2 separate regions of the Oryza sativa genome follow, and region 1 is linked to region 2. Evidence: chromatin contacts called from public ChIA-PET data. All regions are on one chromosome and are shown on one strand. Each heading gives the region's core, a stretch centred on a gene start, on an enhancer-like site or on the middle of the called end of the contact. The rest is flanking DNA. Distances are from core to core; before and after follow the strand shown. Region 1 holds the start of LOC136354955. Region 2 holds the start of LOC4326411.

Region 1 (5,158 bases), core at 1,965-4,464, 46 kb after region 2:
GTCTTCAAAGCTCTCGTCGAAGTCGTCGAGGTTGCTGTTGTCGTAGCGGTAGCCGAATTCGCCGTACTCCACGATCTCTGTTGGTCGTGAGTCGACGCCGGGGGAGCTGAAATAGCCTTCCAGTTGATCCGTCGAAATTGTGCCGAGTGGCTGGAGTATGACGCCGACTTCTTTGGAGCTAGGCAGGATCGGTGTTGAAGCCGACTTCCGCCTAGGCCTACGGGGAGAAGACGCCCTTGTAGTGAAGACGGCAGCCAAATCGTCGGGGAGTTTCATCAGGATTGGCGGGTAGGCCCCATCATCTTGATCTGGTGGTGTCGGAGTAGATGGGATCTCGTCCGAGTGGTTTGAAGCCGACTCAATCGAGATAAGCTTGGAGTAGATGTTGGCCGAGTCCGGAATACCGAACGGGGCTGAGACCTGTTTCTTTCCCGACTGGTTTGGATCCGAGTCGAGGAGAGAGATCTTGCCGAAGTTGTTGGTGATGAAGTCGAGGCTGCCGAACCGAAACGCCTGCCCGGGAGGGAAGACGAGGTCGTCGATGCCGGAGACGGAACCCATCGCACTAATCGGCAAAGAACTTGACGCTGCCCCTACCTGGTGCGCCAACTGTCGAAACAAGATTTTGGCAATACTTAAAGGGGTTGGCTATCAAGCTAGAAAAGTGGATGGGTTTGAAGACAAGGAGTTTTATACAGGTTCAGGCCTTCTTATTCAAGAAGTAATACCCTACTCCTGTCCGGGGATGATTCCACCGAGTATATTGTTGATCGTATGATATGGGGGAAAAAAGGTGTCCCGAGAAGAACCCGGACCCCTCCTTATATAGGGGAAGGGGTCCGTATTACAAAATACAGTCCATATCCCTAACGAAATATGTGATTATAGATAAAATACAATCGTAACCGACTAAGATCCCGGGTATTTCCTTGATAAACAAGTCTAGAAACTAACCCGAGTCCTCATAAAGATATTCTATCTATATTTGATACCGTGTACCCAACTAAACTATAACTGCCATGTAGATATGGGATATCCATAATCTCCACACTGAGGGAGGAGGAGGCAGCCAATGCCGCGTCGCCACCCACACCCAACGCCCTCATCTCACCTCCTCCTCCACCCACCCGCCGTTGCCATCAACCCGGGCGATAGAGATGCCCTCGCCTAGGACCCAAATGTCACCGACCCCTACAGTGGTGGGGAAGAAGGAGTGGAGGCGCTGGCGAGGCTAGAGTTGGCGAGGGCGGGAATGAGGTGGTGGAGGAGGGGCGCGGGAGGGGAGGCAGCGGCAGGGAAGGGAGAGAGGAGGCGACAACGAGGCTTTCTCACCTCTGCTCTCTCGTCACCTAGTAGCAATAAAGGTAGCAAGCCCCGCCGCTCCCACTGTCATGCGGCCTCAAGCCCCGCCGCCACATGGTTCCCATTGTCCTATACTGCCGCTAAGCTCGCAGCGCTCCGTCTCGCTCGGCGCTGCTACCATCCACCTGAGAGAGGGGTCTAAAATTTATTTTTATTGTTTTACTCACTGACATGTGGGTCCCATTTAGGTATGTTTCAGTTGAGGTGTGCGATTGAATCAAGTGCATGAGTTTAGGGACGAAATGTAGATTTATTCCTTAAATGGGAAAACATGCGTGGACCAAAAATTCCCGCACACTCGAGTGGGAAGGCCGAAATCCTGCTGGTCCACGATGGCCTCACCAATTGTTTAAGTTCAATTTGGGTCCTCAGTGGACATCGAATTCAAATAACATCTTCGAACTATAATACTAGATACAATACGTTATTCAACTTGCAATGCTAGGATACCCGAGATCTCAGGTCATTATTGTACTCGGTTTCAGATGATATGACAAGCTGATTATAGTCAACTCGGCTGAGTCAGCATGGACCAACAAGAGTCAGGAGGCGAATTCTTACATATTCACTTCTGCAAGCAGCTAGCTTTACAAATAATCTCAAGCACATCTGAGAATGAGATAATCTAAACAATGGCTACGTTACAAGTAGAATCCAAAAATCTTAATAAGTGTCAAGCTTGACTATCTGTTGAAATCTGCAAAGCTTCTATACTACTCCATCTAGCTGTTGAGAGAGAGAGCCTTCAGGCTCGGGCAATCTTCGACGCACGGCGTGGATGGCATGATGCACCCAGGGCACGACATCACGCCGCTCTCCCATGGCGCGGCGGCGAGGCCGGTGAGGTCGTCGCGGCAGATCGGGCAGGTGGTCCCCTTGAACAGCCACCTGGTGATGCACGGCGGGTGGAACGCGTGCCCGCACGGCAGGTTCGCCGGCGGCGTCTTGCACCTCTCGCTGGCCGTCAGGCCGTCCAGGCAGATCCCGCAGGTGTCGCCGGCGCGCGTCTCCAGCCAGACCAGCCCGCGGACGAGCGACACGGGCTCGCTGAACACCAGCTCCACCGCCACCTTCACGCGCGCGGCGAAGCGGTAGTGGCCGCCGGCGAGGCCGTCGTCGTGGTTCCGCCTCACCGCGCGGTGGATCCACGCGGCGGCGTCGTCGTCGGGCATGGGCGTCGCCCAGTTGCTGCGGGAGAGGTCGACGCAGCGGAGCTCCCGCATCCCGGTGAACACGGCCCACGCCATCCGCCGCGTCTCCTCGTAGTCGAGGAAGACGTCGCCGCCGGCGCCGTCCAGCACGTGCTTGCGCTCCGTCTCCAGCGTGAACTTGATGCCGTCGTGGCGCACGGGCTCGCCTCCGCCGCCGAGCCGCCGCGACCAGCACCGCACCTTGACGTCGCAGACGAAGCGCACGTACGAGGGGCCCTCCTCCAGCGGCGCCGTCCCGTGGTGGCCCTCCAGCTGCTTGCTGCTGCTCCGTAAGCGTATTATCGTTTCCATCGCCATGGCCGCCGGCCGCCGGCTGATCTCGTTCGATCAGCAGCTAAGCTTTCTTCCCGCGCGCTGGACGGCTAGCTAGCAACCTGCTCGATGCGAGAGATGAAGAGCACGTTCGGCTAGCTAGCTCATGCATCGCCCTCCTAATATAGGCAGTAGTATTAATTACTGTAATTAGTTTGCTGTCTGAGTCTGATTATCGGACTCGGATGTGCAATCCGACTCGGATGAATCGGGACGAAATTAATCAGAGTCGGAAATCCGTTAGTTAGTCCTCAAATCTCAATCGAAGTTGTCGAGGCAGTCGATCGAGCTCGATCAGGGAAGATAACCTGAAAGTAGCTAGTGGGTTATGGTTTACCTTTCCACGTTGAAAATGAAAATCGCTTCTCACTGTTTATCAAAAACCAATAAAAACTACTCCCTCAATTCCAAAATATAGCAATTTTTAAGTAGATGGAACACATCTTAATACTATACTATGAATCTGGACTAGATGTAGGTAGTAATGATTTTGGAACAAAGCTATACAGATAAACCAATAACCAACGGATTCATGAAAACCGAGCGCTTTTGAAAACCCTATTCGGAACTAATTAAGTCCTCTCCAAACAAAACAAAGAAGTTCAATGGGACATTAGGAGAAAACTATTCTAAACTCTCGAGGGCATATGTCACTTAAATAGTTATGATTTTTTTTTAAAAAAATTTAAGAAAATATATTAATATGCGATATATCTCTCCTCAAACATTCAACTTAAAATTCATATCTACATATTACAACGAAATACCAAATTAAATTGTAATTAGTTAACGTATATTCACGGTTAAAATCGTTTTTTTTCATCATTACCATGGGTAGTAGTTGCAGACGAAAAGGTTAGGGAACGTGGTACTGTTGTTTCACTTCGTTATTAATTTCTTAATATCAATCAACTGAAGAAATAGATGGGGACGAGGAAAAAGGAAAATGTCGATGCCACGAAAGAAGTGCTCACTCGCTGAAACCTTGGCACCATAATTTTTGCTTGATCCATTAAAAAAAACCCATGTTTTAAAAATGAATCCTCGATAAAAGTTATCCCAAAAATTAATAAATTGATCTGCACTATATTACCCATTAGCGCCAACAGATAAGGATACCTAGCTACTATTATCAGTATATATAATTTTAGTGTCATTATGATAAAGGATGTGAACCCATCCCCATTATATAATGTGTTGGCATTGTCCCTCTCACTCCAATGGCTGACCACTGTGGTGATTGAGATCGCGATGAGCCGATGAGGGTTATTGGTACTGAATGTACATGATACTGCACGGACAACTATGTACGTTAACATTGGCCATACTAGAAATATAATTTTTTTAGAAATAGAGAACGTAGACGCTCACAACGCGTGCACACTTATCCCTATGAACGCACAAATGCACACCCTATTTCTATGGGCATCTCTGAAAGACTGTGCCAGCATATCTTGAGATTGATGAAGTCACTATAGGTACACCGTCTACCACTGAAAGAATAATTAACGATAAATACGAGTACCCGTGTCAAATCTAGGATTTGAATCTAGATGGGCTAGTTCTACCACAAAGAACCTAACCTGTTGAAGTACGCTCAATTCGCTAGAAATATATATTTTACTATAGGGTGGGTACGTGGACCCGATATTGGTTAATTACTTTACAAGATATATCGAGTTTAATCATATCGATTCATCTATCACTACTACAGAAACTCTAAAGGGTGCCGGTTGAAAAACCCCCTTGGGTACCGGCAGCCGGGAGGCGACACTGATTTCCCCAGGTCAAATGTGACGGCTCGAAAATCCGCACCTTTGAGGCGCCCATGAGCAAAAAAAAATCGGCTCAATTCATCGAGCCGATGCATTGAGCCGTCAAGCCGATCCAATCTAAAACCCAAATCCTAAAATTTCATCAAGAACAACACATCAACATCAAGAACACATTCATCAAGAACACAGTCACACACATTCATCAAGAATCAAACACATTCATCAAGAACACACATTATCGAGGAGGAGGCTGCCTTCATCACCACCGCCACTGCCGGATGGAGAGGAGGGCGCCGCCAGCACCGCTGCTGCTGCCGAGGATGCCGCCGTCGCCACCTCCCGCCGCCGGGCCATTGTCGCCACCTCCCCCGCCAGAACTGGCGAAGGGGAGGGCACCGCCGCCGGGCTGTCGGACCAACGCCGTGCGCCTCCCCTCCCGCTGCCGACCCACCGACGCCGCATCCACTTCTGCCGCTGACCCGCCGCCACCGCCTCCCC
Region 2 (5,538 bases), core at 2,696-5,195:
TCCTTCCTTGTGTTCTACTTTGCGTATGCTCTCTGCTTTTATGTCGGAGCAAAGTTTGTTCACCAAGGAACAGCAACATTCGCTGAAGTGTTTAGGGTGCGAACTCATTCTTATTTCATTTTGCATAGTGTTAATCATGCTGAGGGTGTGAACTCATTCATTTTGCATAGCGTTGGTCATTATTAACATTTTGGTTCACTGATCATATGCTAGGTCTTCTTCGTGTTAGTTTTGGGTATTAATGAAATCTCACGAACAAGTGCAATAGGATCAGAAAGCAGACGTGTTAATGAATCGGTAGTTTCTGTCTTCAAAATTCTTGATCGTAAATCCAAGATTGATTCGAGCAATGATGAGGGTGTGGTCATTGCAAGTGTCAGGGGTGACATTGAGTTCCAGAATGTGTGTTTTAAGTACCCCTTGCGCCCAAATGTTCAGATCTTCAAGGATCTATCCTTGAGCATTCCTTCTGGAAAGGTTGCCTTCTGTCTGAACTAACAAGTAAAATATTTATTTCTTTACAAACTGCTGTTTGGTGCATAACTTTATTGACGGGATTATCATTTCAGACTGCTGCGCTGGTTGGGGAGAGTGGAAGCGGGAAGTCTACGGTGATTTCACTGCTTGAGAGGTTCTATGAACCTGATGCTGGCAGGATCCTTTTTGACGGTGTGGAGCTTGAGACTCTCAAAGTTAGCTGGCTTCGTCTACAGATTGGCCTTGTGGCGCAGGAACCGGTATTGTTCAACGACACCATCCGTGCGAACATAGCTTATGGGAAGCAAGGTGATGCATCTGAAGAAGAGATCATTGCTGCTGCTGAAGCAGCCAATGCGCACCAGTTCATCTCCGGGCTGCCTGATGGGTACAACACCATTGTTGGCGAAAGAGGGATCCAATTGTCAGGTGGGCAGAAGCAGCGTGTCGCCATAGCGAGAGCCGTTATAAAGGACCCCAAGGTGCTGCTGCTGGATGAGGCAACAAGTGCTCTGGATTCAGAATCAGAGCGCGTGGTTCAGGAGGCGCTGGACCGGGAGGTGGTTGGTAGGACTACCGTGGTGGTGGCGCATCGCCTGTCGACAATAAAAGGAGCGGATATCATCGGTGTCCTCGAAAACGGGACGATAGTGGAGAAAGGCAGGCATGAAGAACTGATGCAGATAAAGGGTGGAATATATTCTTCACTTGTTGAGCTTAGCTCAAGCTCAATGTAACCTTTCTGAAAGCCAGAAAACCACTCTTCTTCAATTGGACACTGATTTAGTCCCTGATATGGATTGTTGGTTTGCATTCCAAAGTTTTATATATGTATGTTTGTACTAGGAAAGGGTTGTTCCTTATGCTGTCTGTTAATGCGCAACTACCATGGAAGACATGCCCAGTTTGTAGTTTGTAATATTTAAATTTTGTACAATGTGTACCATCAACTCAGTATATATGAATGTTCAGGCTGTAGCCTATGAGCCTATTTGGTTGTGAATGCTTTTTTTAAAAAACAAAATAGGTCCATGCAGCTTTTATTTCTGACGTAGGTTGAATCAAACGATCTATTATGGGTTATTTCCGGACTGTGTATCAACTACCTGTGCCAATTCATGGAATTAAGAAAAAATGGCACAGCCCGCCTTCCATGCTTAACCCATAAAGAAGTTGAAAACTGAGAAAGATTCATGATATATATTGAGTTGAGCAGATTACGGAGTTGAAATTGAACCAAATTTGGATTTGGTATGACCGTATTGGTTAAAGTAATTCCCTATATCTACAAATATTCAAAACAACTAACTTAATTAGGACTAACATCTGGTATAAGTAAGACTACTAACTCAATAAAGATGACTTCTCAATAAAATTTCTTTTAAAATTTGTAAACTTCATTGTACTGATTCTTCCATATAGTACCACATACGAGTCATATGACACGTGAGTTTGATGGTGAATGCTTTCTATCGGTAGCGCGAGGGAAGAGAAAATGGAAGGCAACTTAACCACTATATGCTATACAACTACTTTTTTTTATCTATGTATTTATTTATCCATATATGTGTGCACATGGTTGTCTTCTTAATATTTTTCTTCTCAACAATTTCTTCGATTTTTTATCCAATCATATCGTTGTATTTGTTATAATTAAATCTTTATAACAAAATATCACATGATTATACTCTGATGAAAGAAAAACATATGTTTCAAACCGTTAAAACTCAATGTTTCATACGCAATAGCGTCATGTTTTAACTGGTGTTTTCATTGTGTTTCACAAAAGAAAATTAAATGTTTCAATAACTTTTTTGTTTCACCCTGTATAACTCAACGTTCACAAGTGGCTGACAAAGTATTGATATATTATCCCTACTCACTCTTTCTTCTGCTATATACTTAATTTTCTCTCCACTCTATCCCCGCATAGGGAATATATATATATATATATATATCTATATATATATATATATATATATATATATATATATATATATATATATATATATATATATATATATATATATATATATATATATATATATATATATATATATATATATATATATATATCATATGCGCACAAGCTTCTCTTACACACTCCGTACACACCAAATAATAAATGTCATGAAAAACTATACAAAATATTGAACATTTACTCCTAATAGTATTACACATATATGCAAAGTATCATATTCAAATTCACTATATTTTAGCCATAACAAAAAAAGAGAAAAATCTTTTTTGTTCACTTACATCTTTTCGTTGACTCGAGAAGTTCATGTGAAGGGATCCTTTTATTTCGATAAATATCTATTATCATATCCGTGCCATTCGTTTTTGTATTTAATAACATTCGATTTTCTTTTATCCGGGTTTTTTGTTTCGGCTCCAATTCAAGAAAAAAAAAGAGTAAATTGTAGTTTGGACCACATATTTTTACCATTGTTACAATTTAGACAAGGTCCTAGCAATGGTTTTCACTTTGAACCACATATCTTTACCATTGGTTTCACTCTAGACCACCCCCTCATCTTCTCCAAGTCCGGCAGCCCATCTCCAATGCAAGTACTGTTCGTCTCTCTCTCCCCCCTAGTCTCCTGCTATCTGCCACGCTGTCAGAGGAGGTGGTGACTGCTCCCGAGACATGCATGATCCAAAGTGGAGCATGTCAGCAAGAGTAGGGCAGCGATGGTCTCGTCCAGAACTCCGGCAGCCCAATCTTAAAGGAAAGAGTACGGAAGCGGCCTGGAACTCCGGGCACCCAATCTGGAGGGACGAGCAGCATATCATGGATCGGCAACATCGAAAAAGCTCGAGCACGAGCGAACGGCCAATAGCACTGGAGGTGCTGGTGATGGAGCTCAAGTAGGGAGGCAGGGCAAGAAGGGCTGGTCTTCATGTTGAGGTAGCCAGTGGTGGTTATCAGTTCTGTGGGTTCGACACGTGCAGGACTCAACCTCAACTTCTCAAGCATCGAAAATTTGATCCTCGCACACCAGCTCAGCTACAGATGACATGATTATGAATAGCCAAACAATCATGGTTCAGGCAACTCCAACTGAAGCGAAGCAATCGATGCCGCCAAATCAAATGTGGATGATTGAAATAGCCGTGGTAGCACTAGCACCGTAGCAGCTCAAGCAATGCCCTAGGTCCAAACTGCTATGCTTTGGCAAGTCTAGCTGGTGTGAATTGAAAATTTTGTTAAACCCCTTGTCCATTGTGAAACTCAAAAAAAAAGGTCCAAGATGAAATTCACTCAAAAAAAAAAAGAGAAGAAAACGGAAACGGTTGGGTGGTGTGGACCCTTTTCCGTCCCAATTTACACTTCCGTACCTTTCTCTCTGACAGGTGGGCCCTGATAAGCAGCGGCCGTGCGTCCGCAGTTACGTCTTGTTTCGTTTACCTTCTCCGACTCCTGACGCGGCCTCAACAAGAAGACCAGAAGCTTCCTCCAACTCCGGCCGCCACCGACCCCCCTCGACACCCGACTCCCTCCATAAATTTCCCCCCCTCCCGCGGCCGCCGGGAGATCATCGCCGACGACAACCAGAGCAGAGGAGAGGGGAGGGGAACCCAAGCAAGCAATCAGCGTGGAATCGGATCGGGTACGAGGAGGAGGAGGAGGAGGGGGATGGATTTCGAGCTGCGCAAGGCGCGGGAGAAGCTGGAGCGGGAGCAGCGGGAGCGCGTGCAGCGCGCCAAGGACAAGGCCGACCGCGAGCGCCGCGCCAAGGCCGAGGCCGCGCGCCGCCGCGACGCGCTCGAGGCGTCCCACCGCGAGCGCCGCCTCGACGCCGCCCGCGCGCAGGAAGAGGTAATAATACCACCACAAAAGCACACAACAACCACGTTCCTAACCTGCTAGGGAATCTAGGGTTAGGATCACTTTTGCTCCCCCCGTCCGTGATCCATTTTGCGGTCGTTTGTATTGGTTTTTATCCTGTTTGATGATTGTAAATAGGCTTCTCAAGTGGAGTAATTCGATTCCCAAACCCAAATTTGATCCCAAAGCCTTCATGTTAATTCTGAGCAAACACATGCGGCAAAGATTATGCATTCACTCGATCGCCCAATGTCCCCTTTGTTGTTATATTAGAAACAATAATTTCTTTTCCTGATACTTTGGTGGATATCTTGAATGTTTGATTGGTTCAACTTGTTGAATTGGACTGCTTGCTCCCCATGACAATTTATCGAAATGCTTGCATTTGTTTTCTTTGGTGTCTACTCCTGCCTTTTGATGTGCTACCGGCTCGTGTTAATGATCTGTTTTATGTATTTGTGTTGTAATAGGCTCAGCAGAAGATGGAAGAGGTGATGCAACTTGGAAAGGGGATTTCTTTCTTGCACATGTTTGAAGCTCTTCGATATGATGGTCCTGGGGATAAGATCAAGTTGCCACCATCGTCTTTTAAGGAATTGTCTGATGAAGGAGCACTGGACAAAGGTCCCATGTACTTCAGGTTGTCAAAGGTTAGAGACAGTGTTCCGGGTGCCCCTCAGGATAATGATGCCGATGAGGCAACATGTTGTGGTGTTCTTGAGTTCACTGCAAGGGAAGGCTCCGCAGAACTCACTCCACATGTGTGGAACAATCTGTTCCGGGGTGATAGCCCAGATGTTCCTCTGATTGAGGTTAGGTATGTCAGTTTACCCAAAGGGACATATGCGAAGCTGAAGCCAGAAGGAGTGGGGTTCTCAGACCTTCCTAACCATAGGGCTGTCCTTGAAACGGCACTCCGCAATCATGCAACACTATCTGAAAATGATTTTGTTGTGGTGAATTATGGGCAGCTGCAATACAAGTTGAAGGTTCTTGAATTAAAACCTGCATCAAGTGTTTCTGTCCTGGAGACAGATGTGGAAGTTGACATTGAAGGACCAGATTCAGTTTTGGACAACGTAGAGAATCAACATGTGCTTGTGCCACTTGAGACTGGAAAGGTTGAATCTGGAGTTGTGGAAGAAGGAAAGTTTAGGTACTACAAATTTCTTGTTGATGAAGGTATGGGTGAGAAAGTAGCTTCTAGGCATGCAAATATTGAGGTTAAG

Evidence for each region. ChIA-PET counts read pairs in DNA pulled down with a chosen protein or histone mark.
Region 1: an RNA polymerase II ChIA-PET map of leaf shows a contact between it and region 2, with 5 times the contacts expected there. The contact joins the promoter of LOC136354955 here to the promoter of LOC4326411 in region 2.

The regions. Positions count from the first base shown.
Region 1 is chr1:20,000,340-20,005,497 of ASM3414082v1, forward strand. It overlaps LOC136354955, which reads right to left and starts at 3,215. Exons shown (of 1, transcript XM_066306872.1): 1 at 1,894-3,215. The coding sequence starts at 2,870. The coding sequence ends at 2,085.
Region 2 is chr1:19,954,035-19,959,572 of ASM3414082v1, forward strand. LOC4326411 reads left to right here and starts at 3,946. Exons shown (of 3, transcript XM_015766673.3): 1 at 3,946-4,300; 2 at 4,780-5,538. The coding sequence starts at 4,118. LOC9268765 (ABC transporter B family member 11) reads left to right here. Exons shown (of 13, transcript XM_026026258.2): 11 at 1-96; 12 at 214-477; 13 at 570-1,468. The coding sequence ends at 1,214.